Regions from separate parts of the Gossypium hirsutum genome. Here region 1 is linked to region 2. The links are chromatin contacts, called in public Hi-C maps. All regions are on one chromosome and are shown on one strand. Each heading gives the region's core, a stretch centred on a gene start, on an enhancer-like site or on the middle of the called end of the contact. The rest is flanking DNA. Distances are from core to core; before and after follow the strand shown. Region 1 overlaps LOC107960918 (ABC transporter I family member 10). Region 2 holds the start of LOC107959612 (a long non-coding RNA gene).

Evidence for each region. Hi-C and Micro-C count contacts between places; a contact is called where the count stands out from the background.
Region 1: a Hi-C map of leaf shows a contact between it and region 2, with 1.8 times the contacts expected there. The contact joins two enhancer-like sites. A contact is called at or near these places in 4 of 34 Hi-C or Micro-C datasets (anther, callus and leaf).

Annotation. Positions count from the first base shown.
Region 1 is chrA05:106,206,436-106,213,713 of Gossypium_hirsutum_v2.1, reverse strand. All of the region lies in intron 2 of LOC107960918 (ABC transporter I family member 10), which reads left to right. Among protein-coding and RNA genes, the nearest start is that of LOC107959609, 13 kb to the left of the region's middle. Within about 2 kb of position 3,098, at least 2 of the 9 cell types and tissues checked have an H3K27ac peak or open chromatin away from gene starts, as enhancers often do. A contact at or near this core is called in leaf, where this site is marked.
Region 2 is chrA05:106,159,913-106,167,855 of Gossypium_hirsutum_v2.1, reverse strand. It overlaps LOC107959612 (a long non-coding RNA gene), which reads left to right and starts at 1,072. Exons shown (of 5, transcript XR_005927536.1): 1 at 1,072-1,215; 2 at 1,367-1,538; 3 at 3,579-3,897; 4 at 4,462-4,589; 5 at 4,733-5,032. Within about 2 kb of position 5,930, at least 2 of the 9 cell types and tissues checked have an H3K27ac peak or open chromatin away from gene starts, as enhancers often do. A contact at or near this core is called in leaf, where this site is marked.

The DNA of each region.
Region 1 (7,278 bases), core at 1,849-4,348, 49 kb before region 2:
TCATATATATATATTTTCTATATTATCCTTATTATTAGTATTAATATTAGTGTGTATTATTATATGTACATATACTCTCAATATTATATTCTTATACTCTTAATACCATATTATTCTTATTATTTTCACTATTATTACTTACTTTTAATATTATTGTTATAGTTTACATATATGTATAGATGTTTTCATGTACTTATCATAAATGTATCATTTTCTTATTTTATTGGGTACATACATTTTTTATTATATATATGTATATGTCTATACTCTATTAGTTAGTTTCATATGCTAATTTATGTGTACATTTCTCATGCTATCTCAGGTATGTATTTTTATATAATCCTTATTATTGTTATTAATACTATTATGACATACATGTATATGTATATATAGTAGTTTTCATCATTTCATTCTAATATTTTGTATTATTTGTTTCTTTTTTTTATATTATTATATATTGGTGTATAAATTTCTTATGTGCATACATTTTTCAATATTTATTTTATATATATGTAAATATTATGTATATATTTTTAAATACTATATTGTATATATATATTCTTAGTACTATATTACGTATATATTATGTATATATATTTATTTTTACCCCTATTATATTTATTATTAATATTAATACATTTGTTTTATCATACGTATATATATACCTTTTTAAATATTGTTTTTTTATATATATATGTATATATTATGTAAATATTTTATTGTTACTAGTTATATTTTTACTATCTTAGGTATACACTCCAAACATTATATATAGTTTACATACATACTCTTAATATCATGTGTATACATTCATTACTTCTATTTCATGTTTTATTCTAGTATTACATGTATCTTCATTGTTTGTAATATTATTGTCACACTTATATTTGCTTCAATATGCTTCTAGATCTGTCTTTTTGCTTATTTTTATTTATTAATTTGCTTTACATTGTTTCGAACATATTTATTCGTGTTTTTATTTCAATAAGCAAGGCAACGTACCGATTTAAACACTATGTCATCGATTTCATCGCTATGTTGGGTGAATATCAATCGACTCGTGTTAAAACGGTATATCCTTCTCAAAAGAAAACGAAACTTGAAATTTCTTGTGTTTTACTCGGTCACGATTCAATGTTACTTTGAACTTGCAATTTTGAAAATTAAGACAACACTTGTTTATAAGATACCAATTTTGGGCGTCGCGAGGGTGCTAATACCTTCCTCGCGCGTAACCGACTACCGAACCCTAAATTTTCTCTGGATTTTAATGGAGACCTAAACTCAGCCTTTTATTTGTTTTAATAAGAGATCTAATAGGTGTCCGATCACACCTAGGAAAAAGGATCGGTGGTGACTCCCTGTTTATTTCAAAAATCAAACGTCAAATTTCAAACTTTTTTTCAATAAATCGCCATAATTAGCAACCAAGCTAAGCTAAAATTTTTACGTCGCTACAATAAATTTAATCATGCTTCCGTTGGCTATGGAGTGGATTAGAATAAAAATAGTGGAAGTTGAGAAGGAAAGAGTTTTGGAAAGCAATTAAACAAATTTTGCAAAAATAAGTAAATGGAAATGGGATAGCAGTAAGCTACTGACACATGAATTTGGAAGGGAAACAAAATAATTATTTTTTTAATTCCAAGTGAAATCAAATGTCTTTTCAAACTACTGCAAATGTCTATTTATATACAAATATTTTACTAAATTTGTTCTAACTAATCACTGCAAACAATAAAATTAAATAAAAAAATTAGAATTTCTTCTAATTTTAGCTTTTACAAGATTAAAAGAAATCTCATAAATCTTTGGCTATTTCCAAGTTTTTTATTCTGTCCCACTTTAATGATTATGCTGCAAATTAATTATTTTTTGCTTATTTTTTACTCACAGCATCCTTATTACATTCCTGACAAGATTAAAACATAAAATCACTAATTTGGCAAAAACTAATTCAAGAATTAACAGATTAAAACACAAAAAATCATACAAATATAAAATAAAATATGTATAAAACCAATAATGCATGCATATGTTATACTTTAGTCATTTAATGGAAATTCATGAAATTTTATAGTAAAATTACAATAATTATCTCTCCATAACAACATATTAGAAAAAGACTTATAACAAATTAAGCATCCACTCTCAACACTTTGAGACCTTGAAATCTTCGATAGTCATACAACACGGAGAATGACGGCTCTAACATCCCTTATCTCATCTCAATTATTTAATAATATTACATCAAACTTTTAATTTAAAAAATTTAATGAGTTAATTATAAATTTTTTATAAAATATCATTTAATAATTGAAATGGAATATAAAAAAAAAGTGATGTTCGATTTCCTACAAGCTTTTACAAATAAATGTTCAGAGATCATGTAATTAAATAAATAAAATTAAATAAAAATAAGTAAATGCAATTTAAAATGATTACTTTAAAATGTTTAAAAACAGTATAATTAAATAAATAAAATTAAAATAACCAAAAATTATAAACTGGAACGTTCCAATAGCGCATGAAATTTATTGGGTTATGTTCATTATCAGTGCCGGGTGAGAATGACCTTCGATTTTGAAGCCATTTAAAAGATTGAATTTTTTATTTAAGATTTAAAATAATAAACTGCTATATAAAAATGAAAAATTAAATGTAAATTAATAATTCTTTTACCAAATATATACTCATATAAATATAATATAATTATTAATAAATTAATTATAAAATGAATTATTAATGATAAAAATATTATAGAAGTGATTGTGATATATCTTAATCCTTGTTTTTTCAGAAGAAATAAAATGATTTTTATACATGTGTTTTAGTCACAAATTTTAAACAGCCAACCGTAAATGCTATTCGTGAAATTAATGGAGAAGTAAATGCAATATGCTATGCGTGATATGGAGAATTAAAAGGCAACCTATGCTGCTGCCAAGAAAGTTGCTTCGGATTTCCGACAGACGTTAGTTTTGTCTTTCTCCAAAGAGACTTTTGCACATAATCATAATGAACTTAACCGAATAGATTTTTTGTCTCTTAGATGGGGTCCACAGTCAAAGAACTTATCCGAATAGATTCTTTGTCTCTTAGATGGGGTCCACAGACTTTAACCATTTATTACAGCAAAAAGAAATTAAGGAATCGGTGGAGCAAGTGTAGGCGAGTTGTAGAAGGAAGCACCAAATATTTTGATATGACATATTATAGTTTTAATTAATATATTTATGTTAATAATTGTTAATAATTAACCTACATGTTTTTTAATATGATTTATTTAGCAATTTATATTATCATATAATATTTAATTAATTTTATGTATGTTAATTTAAAATATATTAAAGCAAATTTAATATTTCAAATTATACTAAAAATATATTAAAATGATTTATTATTTAAATTTGGCATAAATTAAAGATGAAATCAATATTAACAATTAAATTTTATTAAATTAGCACTAATACTTGAATTAGATAATCGTTATTTTTGGATATCAAAATTTATAATTGTTGTTAAATACAAATACTAAATTGGACCAACAAATAATACACACATCACATTTAGAAAAAGTGTAAAACTTGGATACTAAATAATATATTTAGCCAAAAAAATACTCAGCTAACAAATAATGTAACAAAAAAATGAAATTGTAATGGAAATGAATTTACCAGAAAATATTAACGCTGTTAAAATTTGACATTAATATTTCAATCATAATAAAATATTTAAACTCACTAATAATATTATAAAAAATAATAAAATTTCATATAATAAAATAAGTGTTTATATACACACATCATAAAACAGTTTTTTTTTATTTAATTTCTAATATTTTAATAAATGCTTTTAAGATCCTAAGCATAAAAACCAATTGGCCACACTGATTTTCAAATGGAATTAACTCTTTTCCTGTCTTCCACGTTCCACAGACCTTTACTAGCATCAAAGCCTTCGTTGCTTATGTAAAACAAAGGATCCTTATTATTTCGTACGCTTTCACATATTATTTCTTCTTAACCTAATTTCTTCTTAACCTAATAAGGTCTATAAAGCAATGGAACTTTCTATGAATTCATCATCATCAAGATTTTCGTAGGGTTACTCCGGGGACATTAACATGGAGGATGACATCAAAATAATGGCATTGATCCAGCTTGCCGGCATCTCTGTCTTTTTCTGTTCAAGCTCGTTTTTGATTGCATCAAACGACGAAACCGTGCACTACCTTGCCTATGTAAAACTACCTTTGTTAGTTTACTAGCATCCACGCCTTCGTTGTTCACATAAAAAAACATCCTTGGTGTTTTGTGTGCTTCACATATTTCTTCTTAACCTAATAAGCTCTAAAAAATAATGAGATTTTCTGAGAAATCTTCATCATCAAGATTTTCGTTGGGTTTCCCCGGGGACATTAACATGGAGGGAGACACAAAAATCATGGCATTGATCGATCCAGCTTACCGGCATCTCTATTTAAATTAATATGATGCAATAAATGGATTGTTTCTTTGGCTTTAAATATCATTTGGTTGTTTTTGGTTTTATTTGCGTTGTGCTCCTTCATTTTGTTTACTCTTTTTTATTTTTATTAAATTATTGATTATTATCTTAATAAAGAAGGTAATTAAGTAAAAACTCTGCCACATAGGCAAATTGACTCTTTGCCAAAATTTTAACTGCAATACACGTGTTCGTAATTTAAGATTTTGTCGCAAAATATCAAACACAAAGGGTCTATTCGTCTTTCCAATTGTACACCAAACAATTCCAACTCAACGTGCACTTTTTAAATCAAAGCTGAATCAACTTTGAAGGACGAATTTGTACTATCTTATATACCAAAGAAATAGAAAGTACTACGTTAAGAGGTTTTTTGAGCGAGCTCGTATCTTATGATTGTTTTAATTGAGTAATTTTTAGGCTAAAGCTAAAAAGCGTTTAGTTAATCATAGAAAAAAATTATGCTTTGAAAATAGATTTGAGGAATTGTGAGTGATGGAAAGGGGAAGGGCCTTAAAAGGAAATTAAACCAAAAGGTTGAAAGTAAAAGAAAAAAATTGGAAACGAAGAATGTAGCACTGACGCAGGTAAGGAAAAAAGAAGAATTTATTAAATGCCAAAGTTATATGTGAGTTGAAATGGCTGTAGATTCTAGGTATTTATAAATACTTTTAGTGCTAAAATTTAATTATATTTTTTTAAAAATATTATCACTAAATAATTTAAAATTTAAGAATTAAATTTAAATTTAAATTTAAATTAATTATAAAATTGTAACAATATTAAAATTCTTCAATTTTTATTCAGTCACTTTTTAAGGGATATATTTGGGTAATTTAAATAAAAATTATATATATTTTAAATTTTTTTATTTTAAAAAAAATAAAAAAATGAGAAGAATTTATTTTTGTTACTCTTATATCTTTTAAGAGCTATTTAAATTTAATTTTAAAATAGGATAGGCCTAACATGCAAATAAACCCTTTTCTCTTCCAATCTGAAAAAGAAAACTCCAATATTATATGCTTCATAAAAAAGCTAGAAAGCGAAGAGAAGCAAACCATACATATCAAGTCATCTGGTCTAGATTAACTTCGGCCACCACAGAGATAGTATCAAGATTAGTTGGAGCGACAGTGGCAGCAAGGGTAGTAGCAAGATGATTTGGAGCCACAGTGGCAAGGTTTCTTCGTTTGATGTAATCAAGCACGAGCTTGAAGAGAAAAAGAAGAGAGAAGCCGGCAAGCTGGATCAATGCCATGATTTTGGTGTCACTCTCCATGTTAATGTTGCTGGAGAAAACCAACGAAAATCTTGATGATGAAGAATTCTTAAAAAATGCCATTACTTTTCGGTGCTTATCAGGTTAAGAAGAAATATGTGAAAGTCACTAAATACTAAGGAGCAGAACTCTGCAATGAAGGCTTTGATATTTACTGGTAAACTATGAAGAAAGTTTTATAGGAAAATATGTGAAAAGGGCAGATCTTGGCTTTTAGGTTTATGAATATTCCATTTCCTTTTATTTGCTTTTCTCATTCTTTTGCTTTTAGGTTTACGAGTATTCTATTTCCTTTTGCTTTTCTCATTTCGTTTATTCTTTGTCAATGGGACCCGCCCTAAGTATACCACCACCGAATGGAGAGATTTGCAAACCCTAAGATGGAGAGAGAAAGAGTAGATTTTGTTTTTATTATGTAAAAGTTTACAAAAACAATGGAGTTGCTAGGGCTCGTGGTGATTGCAATCTGTTACTCTCTTGTCCAACAAGGCAAAACTAGACTAAGCAAAATTAAGTTAAAATTTAATTTAATTAATTAATTTCCAAGTTTTCGTTTTTGTAACAATTAAACACAACCCAACAAGGATGTTTTTTTTTTATGTGAACAACGAAGGCGTGGATGCTAGTAAACTAACAAAGGTAGTTTTATGTAGGCAAGGTAGTGCACAGAAAAGACAACATGTATGATTCAATATGTTGAAGTAACTTCTAGGATAGGTGTGGAGGTAGGGTATAAAAGTATGAGCGTGTGAAGGAAATTAAACTACCCTCACCTCCACCCCACGTGTGTTGTGCGACAGCCAGTTGAAGGTGCCTATGTTCTCTTATCCTAGGCATAGGATAAGGGTATCAAGTAACCTTGAAAACATGGTACATCTGCACCATCTGTTACGGTTCTTTTGCAGAAAACTAAAGCTTAAGAAATGATGAATGATCAACCCCCCCTCCTCCCAATTCTACTTTTTATGTGGATCTGACATGTACCTTAAAGGTATTGAGTGTCTATATAAAAGTAGAACTTGAGAATTGAGGAAGAAAATTGTGGATACCCTAGAGTGCCTTTCTTAAAGTTTGTTTACGTTTATAGAAGAATTTTTAGAACATGGTGATGGATTTAGTTTTTGAAATGGTATACTCCTTGTTTCTTTTCATGTTAGCTTTATATTTTCTTTTTCCTCTCTCATCGTCACAGTGGCCCAGAATGTCTCTGCTAACTGAAAGGAATGTGTCTGATTTGGTTTCTTGTACGTAATACGACAAGATATGATTGGTTTGAGAGCTCCCTGCTGTTTTTACAAGAATTATGACTTTTTTCCACCTTTTTCCCCCAATCCCTAAAGGAGCCATTCTCGGGCCTGCGTTACTGATTATATAAATGAGCAAACACCTAAAGGAACCCAAAGTCTTCATCTGGTCCGTACAATTGCAGTTTAAGTTTTAAGAGTGGTGTGTATTGTATGTGATCCTGGATATTCCTTCAATTGGAT
Region 2 (7,943 bases), core at 4,681-7,180:
GGGAAAATAAATAGTTTAATTGAGAAAATACAACAAATTTTTATTTAGAAATTTTTATGCTTAGCATCTTAAAAGCATTAATTAAAATATTAGAAAATTCATGTTTAGAAAATAATGGATTATTTTTAAAATTTTGTGACCCACATTTTTATATGTAACCAACTAAATTGTTTAGAAAATAAATAAATAAATGACTATTTTATGATGGGTGTATATAAATACTTATTATATTATAATTAGTTAATTTAAATATTTTATTGTGATTAAAATATTGACGTAAACTTTTAATGTCGTTAAAATTCTTTGTTAAATTCATATCCATTATAATATTATTTTTTACATCGTTGTTATGTGGGTATTTTTTTAGGTTCAATATATTATTTAGTATTTGAGTTTGACAAATTTTCTAATATGATGCATGTATTATTTGTCGGTCCAATTTTTCTAAAGATTTAATTACAATAAACTCTTTTAATAACAACCCCATTTATCTATTTAAATTTTGTCTATTATAGAGAAGTGCTTGTTATACACCTATAGTAACATGATATTATAAAGAGATAATCGTTGTAAATTTATCATAAAATTTCATGAATTTCCATCAAATAAATAAAGTATAACATATACATGTATTATTACTTTTATAGTTTTATACATCTTTTATTTCACATTATTAATTATAAAATTCATAAATATAATAAGTTCAATTAATCATTATGAGTTCTCAAATTAAATTAATTTTCAAGGAATCAATTTTCTAAGTTTACGATGTTCCAAATTTATCGTAGAATAATTAATCAGGAAATTTAATAGTTTCTTAAATTGATGTTTTTAATCCTATTGATTGAAGATTATTTTTATTTAGTAAAATATGATTAATAGTTTTCTTCAGATGAAATTTAATCATTTTATTAAAATAATATTTTTATTTAATAAATGATAATTAATAATCATGCTTATATAAAAATACTAATATTACTTATACGAAAATCATAACCTATAAATACAATAAGCAAATAATAGTGCAAGTATTAGTTTTCTTTATTAGTTTGACTAATTAAAATAGTGAAGCCTAGGAAATCTTTATACTACTTTTTATAGTACTTTTCAACCTAGAAGATGTTGAGAGTTTCCTTCAAAATCAAAGATGATGTTGATGATTTTCGACACGACACATTTCTTTTTCCCGATCAGACATCAGAACTGAATAGCCTTGTGAGTCTAACACAAGAGTCAAAACCCCCATTGGCTCTCTTATCCATCGAATTCTTTTTAGCTACGCATTTTCTCGAACAGTTCATGCATTTTCCCCCTTTTTGGCCTTTTTCTTCTCGTGTGTGTTTCAGTTTGTGGTGTTTGGTTGCAGGGATAACGCAACTGAAAGTGTTGCCACCGAGGGTCGTAATATTAACTTCTCGGTTAATACGAGGCAAGGCAAAATGTTGCCAATTCTCAAGGAATGTTCAATTCGGATTCCTTCCGCACGGTTGTGGATGCTTCTTGGACCTAATGGTTGTGGTAAATCTACCATTTTAAAGGTACGTCCTCAAAATTTATCAGTATAAGCATCGATAATCTAAAAGAGAATGCTACTTGCCTCAACTGGCGCGAATAATGGTTCAACTTCAATTTCCTTATGAATTTGCCAACTTTCAGCATTGGGGTTTTCAGATTACCATATATGCTATGTTTAGGGAGTGCAAATATCAGGGGAAAAAATGGCTTTTTTAATGGGTAAGTAGCATTGGTCATATCAGAAAAATTAGGCTGCCATTATGAGTTTGATAAACTGTTGGTTCTCTTCTAATTTTGAAAATATGACCTGGATTAAAAGAGTTGGCTATATTGTGAGTCATGCAGATCTTGGCAGGTCTTTTGACCCCTACAAACGGGGCTTTATACGTTAGAAGGCCAAAGAATTATGTATTCCAAAATCCAGACCATCTTATTGGTTCTTTTCCTTGGGAAATACTCTTTTATAAAAGTATATATGTTTTGGATTCTGTTCTTGGCTTCCTTTTGTTACCATCAAACCAATGAGTTATGTTTCCCAGCTAATGGTTTTTGTTTGGGGGTGCTTATGATGAAGGTGTTATGGTTTCTATAACTATATAGTTATGTATTCCAACTAGACTTGACCATGAGTTTGCAAAAACCATATTGGTGCTGTTAGATGGTTAACATAACTATTGCCATTCATATTGGGTGATCAAAAGAAGAAGAAATGGTCCTGCTAAGCTTATGACGTATGTGAACTATTTAGGAATTATAGTTGAAGCTTGAAGTGGTTTTATACTTCTGAGGATTACTTGATTTCACTTGTGTGAAGCTTCTGTGGCTGAGGATGCATTTACTTGTAAACATTGTTAAAGGCGTCTATGTGTTTTGTAAAATTGAAGGACTAGGAAGATATATTTTTATACGTTTCTTCTGTTCTTACAGAAGCTATTTGTTCAAGAACACTGCCTTCCTGAAGTTTTTGCACTGACTATTGTCTGATTTATTAGATTCATAGCTTCAGTTGGTCATGGATTTCTTTTTAAAAAAGTTTCTTCTCTGATATTTCCTGACTTTCATGTCAGGTCTACATAGTCAACCTTCTTTTCCACTTCAGCTCTCGGGTCATATCTCGTAGTCTTATAGTTGAACTGATTTTCTGTGTAGTCTCTAATGCTAATGCCTTCTTTATGGCCAGTTCATTTTAACATTTCCAAGCCACATAGGAAGAGCATGAACTTATTATTTTGCCAGTTGAAGGTGCCTATGTTCTCTTATCCTAGGCACAGGATAAGGACACCAGGTAACCTTGAAAACATGGTACCTCTGCACCATCTGTTACAGTTTTTTTGCAGAAAACCAAAGCTTAAGAAATGATGAATGATCATCCCTCCTCTCCCGATTCTACTTTTTTGTGGATCTGACATGTACCTTAAAGGTATTGAATGTCTATATAAAAGTAGAACTCAAGAATTAAGGAAGAAAATTGTGGATACCCTAGAGTGCCTTTCTTAAAGTTTATTTACGTTTATAAAAGAATTTTTAGAACTTGGTGATAGATTTAGTTTTTGAATTGGTATATTCCTTGTTTCTTCTTCATGTTAGCTTCATATTTTCTTTTTCCTCTCTCATTGTTGCGGTGCCCCACAATGTACTTTGCTAACTGAAAGGAATGTGTCTGATTTGGTTTCTTGTACATAATACGACAATAAATTATTTGTTTGAAAGCCTTCTGCTGTTTTTACAAGAATTATGACTTTTTTTTCCTCCTTTTTCCCCCCATCCCTAAAGGAGGCATTCTCTGGCCTGCATTGATTTTCTTTGCTGCCATCAACACCAGCTTCAGCACTATTCCTTCTAGTGCTGCTACTTGTGTTCTGTTGTATACATGCCAATGGTTATGTCCTGGGTCATTTTCTCTTTTTAGAAGAAATAACTTTTAATAAGTATGTCACCTTATTAGCTGCTACTGCCTTTCCCTTGAAGTTATGCTTCTATGCTGCAGCCTTTATAATGTGTATGTGCTATCTTAACGACTGCATTTTGTTTAATGACTCCTTTTGGACCTTTTGGCTTTTCAGGCATGTCAATATATTGGAAACAACAATGAACCCATAGTCTTCATCTGGTCCGTACAGTTGCAGTTTAAGTTTTAAGAGTGGTGTGTATTATATGTGATCCTGGATATTCCTTCAATTGGATGTTTCTACATAACTGATTATATAAATGAGCAAACAGTTACTTATTCCTCTATAGTTTGAGCTTTTTGTCCGAATCAAAGCTCTTGGTATGATCTGATTAGATGGGTGACCCATCATTTGGAAGAACTCGAGTATGCCGATGGTGCAGTACACATGGAAGATGGAAGAGTGACTATGCATGGTGATAAAGCAAGCATAAGTAAGTTCATCAAAGCCAAGCAATCTTCGTAGATTGAGCGTCTAAATTCTTGAATCCATTCCTCTTTTTGTTCCTCCTTTCTCTATGTTGATCATCTTTTGTATAATAAATTTACTATGCTTGAGCAACGATTTCCATGTCAACTTACTGTGTTTTGGTAAAGCAGATGTATGTTTATGAATATGATTTTGGAGCCTTTTTGAACATGCTTTGTTTTTCTGTAATCTAATTTCACTGTTCCCATCTCAATATTATTGTAATCTTCTCTCATGGTACCATGGTGTCACCATTATTGTTGTTGTACAGATGTTCTTTCTCTTCAGAATAATAAGGATGTATTATTTATGATGATACACTTAAAATCTTATACTGCAAGAAATACAAACAAGGGGTAGGGGAAACTAACCCGTATTGTCATTCAATTTTTTTTTTTTAATTTCATCTCTTCATCACAAGAAAGCTATTTCTATTTCAATTGATTTACTATTTGACTATGATGGAGTATCAATTGGGATGAAGAATGAACGTATTTCGAGACGGTGAATCCACATTTTTTCTGTGCAGCATGCACAAGAACCATAGTAGCATCAATCCATCATGATAACTCGGTGGGAATTCTCGAATTGTGTCATATTCTTTAGCAATGGGCATATCAACCAGAAGAGAGCTCTCCATCAAGCATCAGCCATCCTGTAAGTTCCTTCTTCAACTTGTCTCCCTTGTTAAAAAATATATTAGAAACTTGTAAGCTTAGCATTGTTGGTTAGTGTTAATGTGTCCAAGTTGGTGCAAACCTTGCTGAAGGTGGGAAGTTTATGATTTGTCAATGCTTCAGTCGATGTCAATAGCTGCGGTATCATGACCAGCCATCCAGTGATCAAAAATCTGCTTGGCTAATACAGTATTTGTAACTCATGGTGAGTCAGAACCAAATGATACCATGGAAATGGAAAATGAATGGTATTTTGGGATCATTTTAATGGGTGGGATTCCACCTTTGAGGACAGTTTCACCAATCTCTCAAGAGTTGAGCTTCTCTGACTGAAAGCAAGCAACTTGCTAAGTTTTGTTACTTGCGACTATCAATAGCAATAACATGATCTGAGCTGAACTTTGCCAAGCTCATTAGGAACAAGCAAGGCATCAAAGCTTATGGGAAGAAGAATTGTCTATGGTTTTGAACCATCTTAGTTACTCCACAAGTGTTTGAATTGTCATCGTAGGAGCTTGTTTTTGCACTGAAGGATGCAGAAATTAATAGGAAACTTACCTTTCAGTATTTGAAATAAAATTTCAAACAAATAAGCTTTATATATATATATACATACACTTGGGTTCATTGACTGTGAAATATCTTGTTAACATGTGGGATACTATTGCCGAGTGCCAATCATCCAACCTGTAAAATGGCTACCCATTTTCATGCTTACTACTTAACCAGCCTCTTCCCAAATTGGATTAAACAGATTTTATATATCTATTTATCGTTCAAAGAATTAAACTGATTTCAATTGGCAAAAATTTATAACGAATTAGCCTTTAAAAAATAGATGTTTAAGAAATTTGACTACCTGTAACACTAAACAATGAGTTCAAGAATGAAAAATTAGTATTGGGACTAAAAATTTTATATTACTTTATAAATAAATTATTTGATAAATTAATTTCAATATTTATACCTATATTAAAAATTTTCTATATTTTATTAACAATGATTACTTTACACTCTATTTCAATTCCACATGTGCATCATAAAATTTTAAATCTCTTTATTTCTTATTGTTTTTATCTGTAGGCAAAGTCATAAAGAATATAAATAAATAAAAAGTTCCCACATTAACCTTTGCAATCAAAGTTGCAATATATTAACCTTTGCAATCAAAGTTGAGATATTAAACTTTGCAATCAAAGTTCCCATATTAACCTTTCCAATCCAAGTTGACATATTAAACTTTGCAATCAAAGTTCCCATATTAACCTTTGCAATTAGTTTGCCGTGGCCCACAATGAGAGAGGACTCAGAAGCTGCACATACCTTTTAAAGCTACCGTGCCAATCCATGTTTGATTCCCTTACTTCTTCTTAGCCTAATAATCTCTGAAAAACAATGGAATTTTCTGACAACTCTTCATCATCGACATTTTCGTCCATATTTTATTTAAAATTCATCCATATTTATAAAATACTAATTTAAATTTATTTTAGATCTATATAATTTTTTATTTTTTAAAAATATTTTAATATTTAATAATTTTATATTTTTTTTATTTATTAAATTTTTTTATATAGTATGTTAACGTTATTTTAATGTTTATACTGAAATAATATTATATTTATTTTATTAAGATGTTCTAAATTACATAATATAAAGTATTATAAATTTAGAAATGCGTAGGAACCGGCCAGGCTCAAGCCTTGAATGTTTAAACCTATGCCCGGTTCATATTTTATAATAAAATACATTATTGAAAAAAGGGAGTGATCTGCAAATAAAATACATTATTGAAAAAAGTTAATTATTTATAATAAATAAATTTTGATCGATTAAATAAAAATAAATATAAGTGATAATTCATTTTATTATACTACAAGTATTGCCTCCCACATGTGGCACCGTTGTGTCGCAAGTGGGCCGTTGTGGTCTATTCTGGGCGGACCCATATTGACAATTTAATTATTTTTGTAATTGTTATGTTGTGGTCTATTCTGGGCGGAACCATATTGACAATTTAATTATTTTTGTAATTCTTAATTTACGGTCTATTCTGGGTGGACCCATATTGACAATTTAATTGGACACTAAGAAAAAGGAATTGGCCGAAACCACATTCTTTATTTACCCATGAAGTATCAAAGCCTTCCCTTCGTAATATAATATTTTATATTTATCTCAAATAACGTAATTATAATTTTAAAGTTATTTTTATTTTTCAAATGATCAAAATAAATACGCCTCGAAGGAATTATATTTTATTTTAATAAAAGACATAATTATATCTCAATTATCACATAATTATCTTTAATTATAGTTAACATTTTTTATAACAACCATTCGTTATAACAGTCAAATTTCTAAAAAAATCAATTGAAAAAGATTTTAATGAAAATTTTATTTCAATAATAAATTGCTTTAACTTTTAAAGTTTAACCTTTAATTGTTAAAAAAGGAAAACAAATTATTATAGTTTGAAGAGTAATATATTTTAATATATTATATTTTAATATTATTTTATATAATATATTAAAATTTGATATGATTTGCTATAATTAAAATATTCTAATTAATATATTTATGTTAATAGTTGTCAACCTTTATGTAACAGCCTAATTTTAAGTGATATCGGGAATAGAGATTTGAGATCACTAAATCCGACGGGTGAGTTGAAAATTTAATAAATTAATACCTATGAGTAAAATGTGAATATAAAAGCATTTTTGAATTAGTGAATTTGGTGATTTAAAAGAATTAATTAAGTAAATTGAGTCGAGAATGAGGTATCGAGACCTCGACTTCATAAATCGAGCCATAAATATTTTTAGAAATATTTATGGAGTGTTGGTGAGGTAGTAATAAAATTCAGTCAAAAAATTTTGACGTTTGGGTGGTTAATTAAATAAAAATGACTAAATTGAAAAGGGTGTAAAAGTTGCTAAAAGGATTAAATAGCTCAATTATCAAATGAGGAAGGACCTAAAGTGCAAATAAGCCCAAAAGAGATGTTTTGGGCGGCAATAGCTGAGAAAAATCAGGAAATGGGTGAAATAAGGGTAAAATTGGAAAATTTCCAAAATTGGCTAAATAAAAATGGGACTAAATTGGAATATCTAGAATTCTCTTCATTTTTCTTCATATTCATCAACTGAAAAACAGCCATGAAGGAGGGTTCAAGCTGGTTTTCATACTCTAGCTTCATGTAAGTTTAATTCTTGCTTTCTCCTTAAAATTTTTATGTTTTTGGACTTTTACAATTGGGTCCAACTTACTATTTCATTAGTTTTTGATTCCATGTCTAGTTTTTGAAGTTGTTATGGATGAGTGCTGGAAT